Regions from separate parts of the Mus musculus genome. Here region 2 is linked to region 1. The links are chromatin contacts, called in public Hi-C maps. All regions are on one chromosome and are shown on one strand. The core of a region is the stretch at or near the end of the contact, and the rest is flanking DNA. Distances in the headings are between cores, read along the strand shown.

What was found. Hi-C and Micro-C count contacts between places; a contact is called where the count stands out from the background.
Region 2: a Hi-C map of liver shows a contact between it and region 1, with 2.5 times the contacts expected there. The contact joins two enhancer-like sites. A contact is called at or near these places in 3 of 484 Hi-C or Micro-C datasets (adipose-derived mesenchymal stem cells and liver), 7 of 115 datasets of contacts at active chromatin or transcription factors (the NIH/3T3 cell line, embryonic forebrain, embryonic stem cells and 2 more) and 1 of 9 other capture datasets (embryonic stem cells).

The regions. Positions count from the first base shown.
Region 1 is chr4:81,669,705-81,676,269 of GRCm38.p6, forward strand. No RefSeq gene overlaps it. Among named protein-coding and RNA genes, the nearest start is that of Gm11412, 71 kb to the right of the region's middle. Within about 2 kb of position 2,422, at least 4 of the 459 cell types and tissues checked have an H3K27ac peak or open chromatin away from gene starts, as enhancers often do. A contact at or near this core is called in liver, where this site is marked.
Region 2 is chr4:82,531,064-82,537,085 of GRCm38.p6, forward strand. The region is part of intron 1 of Gm11266 (predicted gene 11266); the gene reads left to right. Among named protein-coding and RNA genes, the nearest start is that of Gm11266, 26 kb to the left of the region's middle. Within about 2 kb of position 1,953, at least 70 of the 459 cell types and tissues checked have an H3K27ac peak or open chromatin away from gene starts, as enhancers often do. A contact at or near this core is called in liver, where this site is marked.

The sequences.
Region 1 (6,565 bases), core at 1,172-3,671:
ATTCATTAGACTCCAGCAATGAAGGGGATATTGTGCAAACTCATTAGTTAGCTAGCCTACTTCCACAGATCAGTGCCAGAGGAAAATTTAGGCAAAGCCTCTTGGTAGTCGGAAATGCTGGCTCTCCGTTGGGGAAGCCATTGGCCATCAGAACACTTTATGTTTCAGTGTCATCAAAGAAAAGACAGTAATTATTACACATAATGGGCTCATCAAATTCTGTAACTTATGAAAATATTATAAGTTGAGGAAAGGAGTAGGGCATGTTCAATGTCCACAAAATTAGGGTCTGTGATGAAATTGTTCTAGGTATGGCCATGATTCTGCCCTAACTCAAAACTTCAGTAGACAAATAGGAAAGAAATGTCATAGAGATTAATGTAACTTGGTTCCAGGCTTTTAGAAAAAAAGTCAACAACTTGCACTTTAGGAAATCCTTCACTCTCTTATCTTTACCTTAAGACTACTGAAAGCAGCCAGATTAATGTAGGAATGATTTGTCAAACCCCATCATGGATTTCATCTAGTTATTATAGAGTAGATTTCATGGTCAATACTTGGTCATAAGCTGAGATATACACTCATACATTTTTATTTTATGAGCCTTGATTTCCACATATGTGCTGAAAACTTAAACCTAGGAATTCAGGCAAGGTCAAAGAGCACATGCAAATTAGGTCAAATGTTACTCTCATATGTGGACAAAATGATGCTTGTACAATCAGATGAGAGCCAACATGGCCATACTTGCATCCCCTGCTCTTTGCCACTATGTGTCTTTGTGCTAACCTCATCATATCTTGAAGAACTACAGGTCAGCAATGCGTGAAATCTTAGCTGTGTGAGGGAACAAAAACAACTGAATATATCATTCTAAGTGAAGAAAAGGCAACATAGAAAGAAAAATCATGTGAGAGATTCTGAGGGCAGTATGGTGTCTGTGGCTGCTTTGTTTGCATTCTGTAAGAGTGAAATGGAAAAGCTCTCAACAAAATATTTGCTGTAGGAGAGCATAAGAGAAGGAAAAACATTTCCCACATTGACATTTTGAGCAGAGATGGATAAGAATGGAGAGAGTAATGCCTTTAGAAAGCTAGCCTTAGTGAGTTTGATCCAGCAGCAGAAGTTTCCATGTAGCTCAGGTACAAATGATGGAGGCTTTAAGTGGCCATAGAGTTCAGGTAGCTATATCTTACAAGTCCTCTGAGTAAGATAGAAGTCACAGACACACAGAAAGACAGACCAAAAGACATAAATGCAGTCCTTATTGTCCCATCAGCATCTGTTACCAGCAAGTGATCAACTTCATATATCACCACACATGCACTATTGGAAGAATTTCCCAGAAAGAGGGGGACTTTTACAAATTGAACTAAAGTCAAAATTGTCACTTGAAGAGTCATGAGAATATTACTTCTTGTTGCCATTGTGGCATTTTAATCTTAGTGTAAGGTTAACAGGGAAGCCAAAATATGATGCCAACATGAAATCCTGAAGCAAAGCTACATATGAATTTAGGAGAACCCCTTCTACAGAATGGGACATACCAGCAAGTTGATTATAGAGTATAGGTCATCTGCATACATGCCATTTGAGTCCATTGTCACTTAGAATAAGAATATATACAGAGGTGTTTCCCATGATTAGTAACTTGGGAACTCTGTGCAGTGTGTTGAAGTTTCTGTTTCAGTGATATAAGGAGAGAAAGGTGAAACTGGTTCATTGGTCATGAGTAGAAAATACTTGTAAGTGATTGGGTGTTACAGTTTTTGGGTTCTCTGTCTAGCTCTTCTCTGATTAGCAAAGTGAGTGCAAGAAAATCAATGCCTTTCCCTGAGATTTCACATTATCAATTTCATGATAAATTTGTTGAACTTACGGTTCTTTTTAGAGCAATGAAATGGCATAGTGGGCAATAAAAGTGCTCCCTGCCCAAGTCTGATTGAGTTTAATACCTGTAATCCACAGAAGGAAGCAATCAACTCCCAAAAGTTTTATAGGCATGCACTTACAAATGCACATGCATACATACAATACACCAAAATATTAACAATAATAATAATAATACTTAATAATCATTGAAAAAGCAACTTTGCCTACCAATCCTGCCTAGCAGTTTCTCCTTATGCTAGTGGAACAAGGCTACAAACAGAATACAATGTATCCCCAAAAGTGTTTACTTTAATTTTATGGAGCTTTCTGGCCATGGACTAATCAATTCTATGTCCTGCAAGCACCATTGACATGAAGTGTGTGCATGGCAGAAAGGAGTTTGTTTCCTATTTCTTTCTTCTACTCCTTCCTATATGTGGAGCCTTCACTGCCTTCCTGGTCATTGAATAAATATGTAGGACTTCTCCAAACACTATCAGATTGGCGAGACATTTGGTCTGTGTTTTGCACATCCTGCCAAGATAAGCTTGGTCATTTACCTCTGTTTATTTTCATTTTCCAGACACCAGGTACTGTTTGCATTCCAGCACCCACACAAGAGTAATATCTCTCCAATTAACACGGCATAGATTCTGATTATTGCTTAAGTTTGGTGAACTTGGTGTCAAGCCAACCAGAGGCATCTATCAAATAACAGCCAAGGGCACTGGTTTTTTTCAACTCTTTTCAAATTCTCCTCAGCAATAATTCAAATGGAATTTTTAACAATCTTGTAATAGCAAGAAGAGGAATGGAAAGAGGTGGGAGGATGCAAAGAAAGAAGGGAGATTTGCTCTCAGAGAAGCTCAAGCAAAACCTGACACCAACCACACCTACCTCCATCACTTGTATTGTGATTGGCTTTCTCCTCCCCCCCCCCCCCACCCCCTGAGACAGGGTTTCTCTGTGTATAGCCCTGGCTGTCTTGGAACTCACTTTGTAGACCAGTTTGGCCTCGAACTCAGAAATCCGCCTGCCTCTGTCTCCCGAGTGCTGGGATTAAAGGCGTGTGCCACCACGCCTGGCCATGATTGGCTTTTTAAAGGACACAGACATGATTTTTGCTAAAACTGTGTTTACTTTGAATTTATCAAAAACAAAGTAAAACAAACAAACAAAGAAACCAATTTTAAGCTGAATCTTTTATACCTCCTGGGGTTGTCTGACCAAAGTTTTTAGAGCCTGTAGGGTCACTTGCTGCAAGCAACATTCTGGTCATTATATCTTGATTGTTCATGAATTTTCATTGACTCCTTGATCTTGTGCCATCTTTGGAGCACCAGGGCAAGCTGGCTTGTTGTGTTTCTTCTGCTTTTCTGCCACAGACCCCCCCTTGCATGCAGTTGCAAATCATTGCACACATAATCATCTTATGGCTAGGATTTTATTTTAATTCCTATTTGGAACCATGTTGAGCACTCAGTACACACATCTCTGAGACCAGATACTTCTCTGTTGGCTGTCAAGTTTTCCCATTTCTCATCTAAATATGAGCTGAGTCCTACCATTCTTATTTGTTTATAGAAAATAAAGGTTGTATCATACGAAAACTGTGCTATCAATGTGCTACCTGTGCAATCCCAAAATACTGTAACTAAAATTTACGCAGACGTGATAGCATTAATCAAATGCTCTCAAACAGGCTTTTAAAAATATTTTTGAAATAATTTTTGAGCATTTCAAACAATGTGTTTTGAAGAAATCCATCCCTCTCTGCAAGAACTCTTCCCAAATCTTCTTCTCTTACCCCACTATCCATTCAAATCCCCCCCCCATTCTCCCTTCCTCTCTTTCTTCCTTCCTTCCCTCTCTCATTTTCCCTTCTTCCCTCCCTCTGCATGTCTTTTTAAAAATTTATTCAATCCAGTTTTTGTTGTCTGACTCCTGTCAGTAAGAGGCTTGCCCTGGGACGAGGACTTTACACCTGGTATTGCACAACTGACAACATTTGAGTTATCCCTCTTCTATCAGCAAACAAATGTCAATAGTTGCTCAGCTAGAGGGAAACTCCGTATCTATCTTAATGGTTTGAGCATGTGCAGGCTGTAACAACTGCTGTAAGTTCATATATGTGTGCATCTATCTTATTGTGTCTGTAAAATACTGTTTTAAGTCATCCACCATTTTAATGGTGGCTCTTATAATTTTTCCACTTCCTCTTTCGAGTAGATCCCTAACCCTTAAAGGGAGATACCTAAAGTTCTTCCTATGGAGAATCAGTAAAATTTCTCTTTGTACTGACCACATGTGACTATTGCTTAATAGGTTAGAAGCACTTCCTGGATCTGTGACAGCCCTTACAAATTTGACTTACCAACATCTGAGTAGCTAGAAGTGCTCAAAACAGTATTCATATAGGTCAACTGACAGTTTAAAGCAGTCTGCCCTGTCTCATGCTTTGAAGGATGAAGAGTGGTTACAGCTGACCCACCAAGACAGCAAATCAAAGGATGAGGAAGGCCTGCCAAAAATCATGCACAGCTGTGTGAGACACTCTACAATAACATGCTAAAGGGACTGGATTGCTAGGGAACGTGAAGCAAAGTACCAAATAGCATGTCTATTTCTCAAGTACTTTACAAATAAGCCTCTCCCTCCCTCTCTCTTTCTCTCTCTGTCCTGTGTTCAAGTGCATGTATTTATGCAGGTGTGCACACCCATATATTAAGATACCAGGGGGGTCAATGTCAAGTGTCTTCCTCTATTGCTCTCCCTGTCCTCTTTGCAACAGTGTCTCTCAGTGAATCTGGGGTATAGTAGCTGACCAGCAATCTCCAGGGATCTTCCTGTATCTGCTGCTACAGAACGGGGATTATAGAGATACTCACTGTCATCTTTTTATGTGGCTGTTGGGGGCTAAAATCAGATCCTCATACTTGTGTGGCAAACACTCAGTGGACTTGAGTTCTATGTCCTGAACCGCAGGAAAAGCATCTCCGACTGTCTCTCCAAATCAAAAGTCAGGAACAGAACAACTGCTACAGTTGCTTTTATCATGAAAAGCCATCAAAGATTCCTCAGATGAGTAAATTATCTTGTGACCACAAGAGTTTGGAGCCAAAACTGCATATATAAAGTATACATACACACACAATCACTTACATATATGTATACCAGAAGATTATTGAATGTCTAAGAGAATCACTGGATGATAATTGGAAAGTTTAAATGTGAAATATCGATTTTTAACCTCAGATGAGTTATCAGATTAACTCTTCTGGTAGAGCAGCGTTGAGATAATGAGTAGGTGGATGAGCCAGAATGAGTCAATGAATCCCTTCTAACACACTGTCACAAATCTATTTCTGTTACCATCATTTCAACATAAAAATAACATTTAATAAGTTCTGTGCCATGAAACTGAAAGTGAAATACTAAAGAGTTGTCATTATTTGGGGGGAACAGGAATGGTGACTGATAAGATAACTATTGCCTGAACTATTTCAGTTTGTAGAACTGGCGTAGATAAATTCTCTCTTCTATGTTCTAATTACAGTAATTTGATCATTATAATGATTATAATTTCATATTCACTGGATATGAGATAGTCTGTTAACACTGCCTGTCATACCACAGTGGATTTGCTTGCAGGGTATTTTAGGGAGGGAAACGTATTATGTATTATCAATAATGCCTTTAGTAGCTTAATTATGATATACTTTCAGGAAGTTTCCTTCTTCCATAATTTTGACGTCACTTTATCAGAAGCTTCTCTTCTGAATGAGAGTGCTGCTCCTAAGAGCTGTGCTGAGACATTGCTTTCCTTGAATCACTAGTAATATTTCCTACATTTTATTGAGAATTTTTTTTTTCAAAACAGACTAATCAGTTGAGAAAATGTTTTCTAAGTTAATAACTGCATGCTCATACAATATAACATTGAATATTTACAAACATAAGGACAGCTATGGACTGATTCCGGAAGATTTCTGAGGAGCATTATGGAAAACAGATCAAATTATAAAATATGTATATTCAATATATATATACTATGGTACAAAATAGATGGGTAAATATAACCCAGCCTGAGCATTTGCATAAAAGAAAGCCTTGGTGGGGCAAGTAAGTAAATAATGAAGCAGCTCCCTTTGGAGGAGGGGAAGGTGTCTGCGAGCAGATGTGACTGAAGAGGTCTTTGCTGATCCTTGCCTCAGATTCCTGCATTAGACATGCGGGTCTCATGCGAAGGTTTGGTTATTTTATTTTTATGCCCAGATATTGTAGGTATCTTTCATTTATTCATTTGAGTCATACATATAAAAGTTCCTAATTTTTTCCCTTAATCACGTATAATATTTCCCAATTAGATATTTTATTTCGATGCAGAGTAAGAGTAATGACATTTATTGAGTTGTTACCAACTTTATTTATTGGATAACCATTTCCCTATTAATTGGAAATATTATTACAATCACACATAGTATTTATTCACTCACTTATTAAGTTAATTAATTTCATCTTATTAGTTCCTTGGGAGTTTGATGTAACATGTTTTCTTTCATCATACTAACCAACTCCCAGCTCTTTTCAAATCTAACCCCTTCCTCACCCACCAAACGATGGTGTCGTCTTTGGACTTATAAATCCTTCAAGACCAATTTGTCCAGCCGAAATATTACTGGATATGCGGTCT
Region 2 (6,022 bases), core at 703-3,202, 860 kb after region 1:
TCAGCCAGAAGGCCTCTGCCCGTGAGTGCTTCCAGATGCACTGATGTGTGGAGCCCAGAACAGCTCCAGAGTCATTGCTGGCTAGGAAGTGACTTCCCGGGAGGGGGAGGAATCAGTCATTTTGACACAAGGTCAAAATACCAAGAAAACAGTATTCCCAATTGGGACTGTTCTGGGCCCAGCGCAAGAGTTCATTAGAACATACTATCCTCTCTCTCTCTCTCTCTCTCCTCTCCTTAGGCTTTCTGGCCAAAGGACTCTGTTGAGCATGCTTCCAAGAGCAGATCTCTGGAGATGGTGGAAGCATGCGCAGAGGGCTGGATAAGGATCTCCCTCTTAACTTTAGAAAGGAAAGACCCCGGAGAGGAGAGAATCCAGTCTAATGATTCTAGGGAAGAACACATGACCTCAAGATGGCACTTGGGCACAGACAGAGTAGACTGCTGGATGGCCCACAGGGTTCAGTCACTGAGTCAGACGGCAGTGAGGTTTCCCTTAGGACATGAAAATCAGACTTGCTCATGAGGCCTAAGCATATGCCAGGCTTGTGTGTGGTGTATTCATGTATGAAAAAACTCTCGTCTTTATAAAATCAACATGGGGGAGGCACATCAGCCTTCCTACACTTGCCTGATCAAGAAGCTGCCAGTCACACCCCTCCCTTCTCTTCTGACTCCCCCCCCCAAAAAAAAAAACCCCGCCACCAAATAAATACACATACATTTACATAAGTATATCTGTACACAGGTGTATATGTTTCTAAACAATCGTTTCAGTGCCTGGGTTTTGTGCAGGCTCTGTCAGAGCGCTGTTACTGAGCTTAGGCTAATCCAGCCCTACTTTCTGATACCATCAGCATTTCTTCATACTGCCCCCATCGCCAAGCAACCAAACAGCAAGAATATGTTTTGCTGCTTCTGGTTTTAACACTCAGCGATTTCTCCCCCTTTAGGAGGGTCCCATCTATGTCCTTGTCTGTCTGTTACTAAAATTAAGAGAAGAAAAGGAGTGGCTGGGGCCAGGGGAAACAAGTTTCCCTGGTTCTGTGCCCTGACCTCACAGTGCACGTGTGGTATGGGGTAGAGCGAGCACTTTCCTGGCCATGTTCTTCCTGACTGTGCAAGCCCTGCCTTACACATCTTCCAACAGTCAAGTGCCCCACCCCCCACGCCCCACACATCTATACTCTCTCTGCTTAAGACCACATCTTCATTCTCTAGACGATTATGTTCCTTCTCTAGTCCTTGGGAAAGCATTCTTTTTACAGTCTCTGTTCTAAACAACTCTCAAGAAGGAACTGAAGCCTAAGCTGCCATTGCCGGGGTACCCCTTACCTCCCATGCCCATGAGGGGTTGAGGGTGGCAGGCCTGTGACTAAATCAATAGCAACCCTTCCTGTGGGTGTGGGTGCCTGGTCTCACCCCTACTGCCGTTTGAAGAAGGGATGCAGGCCTGGGCCAGGCCTTCCTGAGCAGACACAGATGCCTCAGGAGGCATTCTGGCACAAAAGGGGTTATTTGAAAGAAAGCCTGAAAGGGGCCGAGGCTGTTGGCTGGGAGCTGGTTCCACGACACGGCCTCTGCTGCCGACTGTACTTGCCTCTGTCCGCTCTTTCCTTTTTCCATGTCTCCCTCTCCAAAGCTTTCTATTCACCCTACAAAGAAAAGCAATCCCCAGGCAAAGTTGTTTACAGTATTTTATGAAAGTTTGAAGGGGAGGGGGGAAGAAAAAGAAAAGGACTGGATTTGGGGGCAAAGGGGAGGGGGCCTGCTGCAGAGGAGAAGGGGGGGGGGGGTGAGAGAAAGAGAAGGCAGGCATGCATGAGAGTCCCAAGCGGTGCCAAGCTCCGAAGAAAGGGCTGCTGGGGCGGGGAGGGAGCATGCCAGAGCCTTACAGAAAAGGAGCAAAGAGCCGAACAGGAGGGGAAGGCTGAAATTGAAGTGCAAATGGACCTTGGTCCTCCTGGCAGAGACTGCTGCAAAGACAACACAAAAGGGATGCCTGGGCAAGGCACGGGGTCTGGGGAGTGAGGGGGACACTTAAGACAGAGCTGCTGAGATGGTCTAGGAAACAGACAGATAAATACATGCCAGAGGTGTTAGTGTGTGTGTGTGTGTGTGTGTGTGTGTGTGTGTGTGTGTGTGTGTGAGAGAGAGAGAGAGAGAGAGAGAGAGAGAGAGAGAGAGAGAGTCTGAGACAGTGAAATACAGTGAAAGAAAAATGAGACACACACACAGCCAGACCCCAAGAGAGACACAGAGTCACACAGAGAAAGAGAGAAAGGGATTTGGGAGGGGGTGGTAGGGTGGGAGTGGGGTGAGAGAGAAGGTCTCTAGCCAAATGGGGAGACTTGGCAGGTGGACAGGAGCAGCCGGCCAGGCCTTAGCTGTGCTTGCTTGCTGCGTCTAGTCTATTGTCGTCTCAGAGGGGGGAGGGGATTGTTTGTTTGTTTTGTTGTTTGGCCTCTTTGTCTCTTTTGTTCCAAGCAGTTAGTTTGCTTCTTTCCCAGACACTGGGCTGATGGAAAACCTTTATGGATTTTTCTTAAAGGGACAGGATCAGCAAGCACACCCATTTCTCATTCCCACACAGTTCCTACCCAAATAGTTCTAGTTTTCTGTTTTCCTTCCTCCCTCCCTCCCTCCCTTCCTCCCTTCCTTCCTTCCTTCCTTCCTTCCTTCCTTCCTTCTTTCCTTCCTTCCTTGCCTCCTCCTCCTCCTCCTCCTCCTCCTCCTCCTCCTCCTCCTTCTTCTTCTTCTTCTTCTTCTTTTTTGATCCTATTTTTAATGGAGAGTCAGTGTTTGTGCTATTTTATGCCGGATTAACAAGAATAAGTTGGTCAATTTCTTGGTACCCACTAAGCCTCCCCCCTCCATGGTTGCTAGGACATGAGGGGATGAAGGGGGAGACAAAAACAGGAGCACCCTATACACAAGCATAAACTGAAAACCACAACCATCTCTTGCTCCCTTTCCCTCTTAATCCAGGCCTGAGGGTTAGAGGTACACATGGAAGGACCTCACTGAGCAGAGTATGGGCTTTGAAGGGAGAGGTTGCTGGGCACCCTCTCAGCCCAGCTTCCTCTTTCCAAGCCCCCAGATGTTAAGCAGACCACCTCTAGGGGTTCTGAAAGTCTGCCTTGAGTCTCTCTCTGGCCTGGCAGCTCTAACCATCAACACACAGGCCAGAGGTGACTGACTCATTGAAAAGCAAAGAAACCAAACTCAATGGAGGGCTACCTTTAATAGAGAAATAGACACCCCTCATGTCTGACTCCCCACTGGAAAGAACTGTAGACCCCTGCCCTGTCTGACAATAATTCAAACAGGTTTGAGTATAGAGGAGATAGGGTCTGCAAAAGATGACCAAGTCTCCGCCCCCTGTGCTCTCAGTCTTCCTCTCTGGTTCTCCCTTGAGGGATCCAGTCAGCTTTTAGAAAATTTTTTAATCAATCTTTCTTTCCTTTACCTGCCTTAACATCTTCCTAGAAGTGCTGGCTTCTGCCTGTGGATTTGGAGGCAGAGGTTTGCCCTACAAGGGCTAGGTGTTCCTTCCTCCCATCTTAGGAGAGTTGGGGACTTAAGAGACAAGGTCTATGGACCCTTCAAACTTGAGGATAGCCCAGGTACCTCAATTTTTCTCTTCTTAATGCCCTCCCTTGGAAAGGCTTATTGCAAAGCTAGAGCAGAAGTTACCTGTTTTGTTTTGAGGGTCCAGAAAACCACTCCACCATGTAACCTACAATGGAGCTTTCTCTAAAAGGGTTTTGGCTGCAATGTTGACCAACAGTCCTGGCTTGGCCTTAGTGTTGGAACTCTCACCTGCTAAAGGAGTGGGTGTGAGGTAAGTTCCTGGCAGTCTGCATTTGAATCAGGCTTGTGCAAAGTTTGCAGTTCAGAGCCCAGCTGGAAGCCCGTAGCTAAAGGCATGCAAGTTAGAAAGAGAGCCTGCAAAATGGGGTGGGAATAATAGCCACTGGTTCTCTGCGAGTCCATATAGTTTCAAATTCACTATCACATAGTTGACAGGCAGCCATCTAACCCTGAACAAAAATAGAAAACTAATTCTGCTACCCCAGACACTAATCCACCCAGCAACACATTTGTCCCCAGGATGTGATTCTGTCCAGACATCTTCTGTGACTGAGGATAGGAGTCTGTCTGCCATGTGGGAGAATCAAGGCTAAGTGGGTGCCATGACCAAGTTCTATTTCCCTTCCAATAATGTCCTGGTGTTTAGGAAAGCCAGCCCAGGGTCCTTGGACCCAAGAGTAGGAAGCCATGCAGACTTGGGTAGATTTCATTCCATTCCCCACAGGCATCCCAGAAGCCCACAAGAGATCTAGTTTCTCTGGTACTTTCCCCTGGGCTTCTTGGCTTGGAAGTTTACTACCTCAGGGTAGTAAATTTGGACCCCTCAAATATTAAACTTCACCAGTCCTAGACAAAATAACACATTAAGTCACCAATCAAGTGAGTTGAGGTCTTATCTGTTCAAAGTCACTTATTTAGGTTCAGATAGCTGGGTTGGGCAACCCCAAGGGAGTGAACTTGTTCACCTCCAGTTCTCCTGTGTGCCAAGTGCTCGAGACAGTGATAGAACATGGTGTGTTGTCTACCTCCTAAATACTCATGTCTGCCTTGTGCATAGCTCCGAGCTCTGTGTGTGTGTGTGTGTGTGTAAAAAAGTGGGGTACCCCAGGAAGATGAAGCTAGGCCAGGGAGCTAGTCAGGGATTTCCCAGGTCTCCATGGAGGGACAACATGCCCTGCTCCAAGAGTCTATCTTCCAAGCTCCTGACTGGAAAACTGGGAAGCTGTACTCCAGGCTCAGCAGGGTGGAACCTTAAACAAAATTAAAGCAAGGCAAAATAAATTTGAAACCCAACCTACAAGTCCAAGGGTCCCTGCTATAAGCGAGATGGGGGTGGAGAGGGCAGAATGCAAGGGCCTCACAGAGGGGCCAGCGAAGAAAAGAACTTCCTAGACAGCCAGAACCAGTCTGTGCCTTTCAGAGACTCCTGCTCTTCTGCCGGCAAGGTTTGGACTGGGGAAAGGTGAAGGTGGCTGGTGGGTGAGAGGAGAATAGGAGAAGGGGGTAAGGGTGGCTACTTTACTCTCCCTGTCAGAGCTAGCTGAGGCCAACTTTAAGGGGTCAAGGTACCAGAAAACTGCAAGTTTAGATAGCTTGTCCAGTGACAGAGGCTTTGAATTTGCCACAGTCTCTAGATAGGATGTGAAGCTGGGAAGAAGGGAGAGAGAGATTTTTTGGAACACTGGAAACAGGGCCAGACCTTGATACCCTTAAAAATCAAAGAGCCCAAGGTCACATCTGCCCACAGCTCTTGACGTAGGGGCTGGTGACAGTGGGGAGCCTGAACTGGTTCCTAAAGAGAGAGGTAGGGTAAGACCAGGATTCCTGGCTGAGATGGCAAAAGGTACCACTAAGCAAGGGCTCAGAGAAGGAGCAGGGGAAAGCCTGTCTCCCAAGACAGTTTTAGATCGTCCCTCCCGAGGGGCCCAGTCCCCGGTCTCCTCCACCCTTCGAGGGTGGCACACGCGGGAATCTTTGGGCCATTGCTAGCGGTTTCCTGACTTTGCGTCGGGTCATTGCGCACCACGTGCATCAATGGCCCCAGGGGAAGAATTTCGGCTAGCACTCCCTGGAGAAGAGGACTATGCTGGCCCCAGATTGTACAAGCGGGCCACCAACTTCTCCCTGAGCTTCCATAAGGAGTCATGAATCGCAGTGCACGCGAGGCTCGCGGGTTCCATGCTCGCCCTGGCACATCGCTCTCCCTCACTGTTCAGCGCACCAACAGAACCGGGACTGCAATTCTGTTCCAAGCCAGCGCAGCTCACCCTCCTTGTCCAAGGCTAGGGCATTTTGAGGAAGGATCTTCCCAAAGGAACCCATCTCTCTAAAGCGGGAGTAGGGTTCTTTAGTAACTCTCTGGGGGTGGGAGGTAAATCAAATTGCCTGTGGGCTTGCAGCTGGAAGCCAGCTATTTAGGCTCGCTGAGC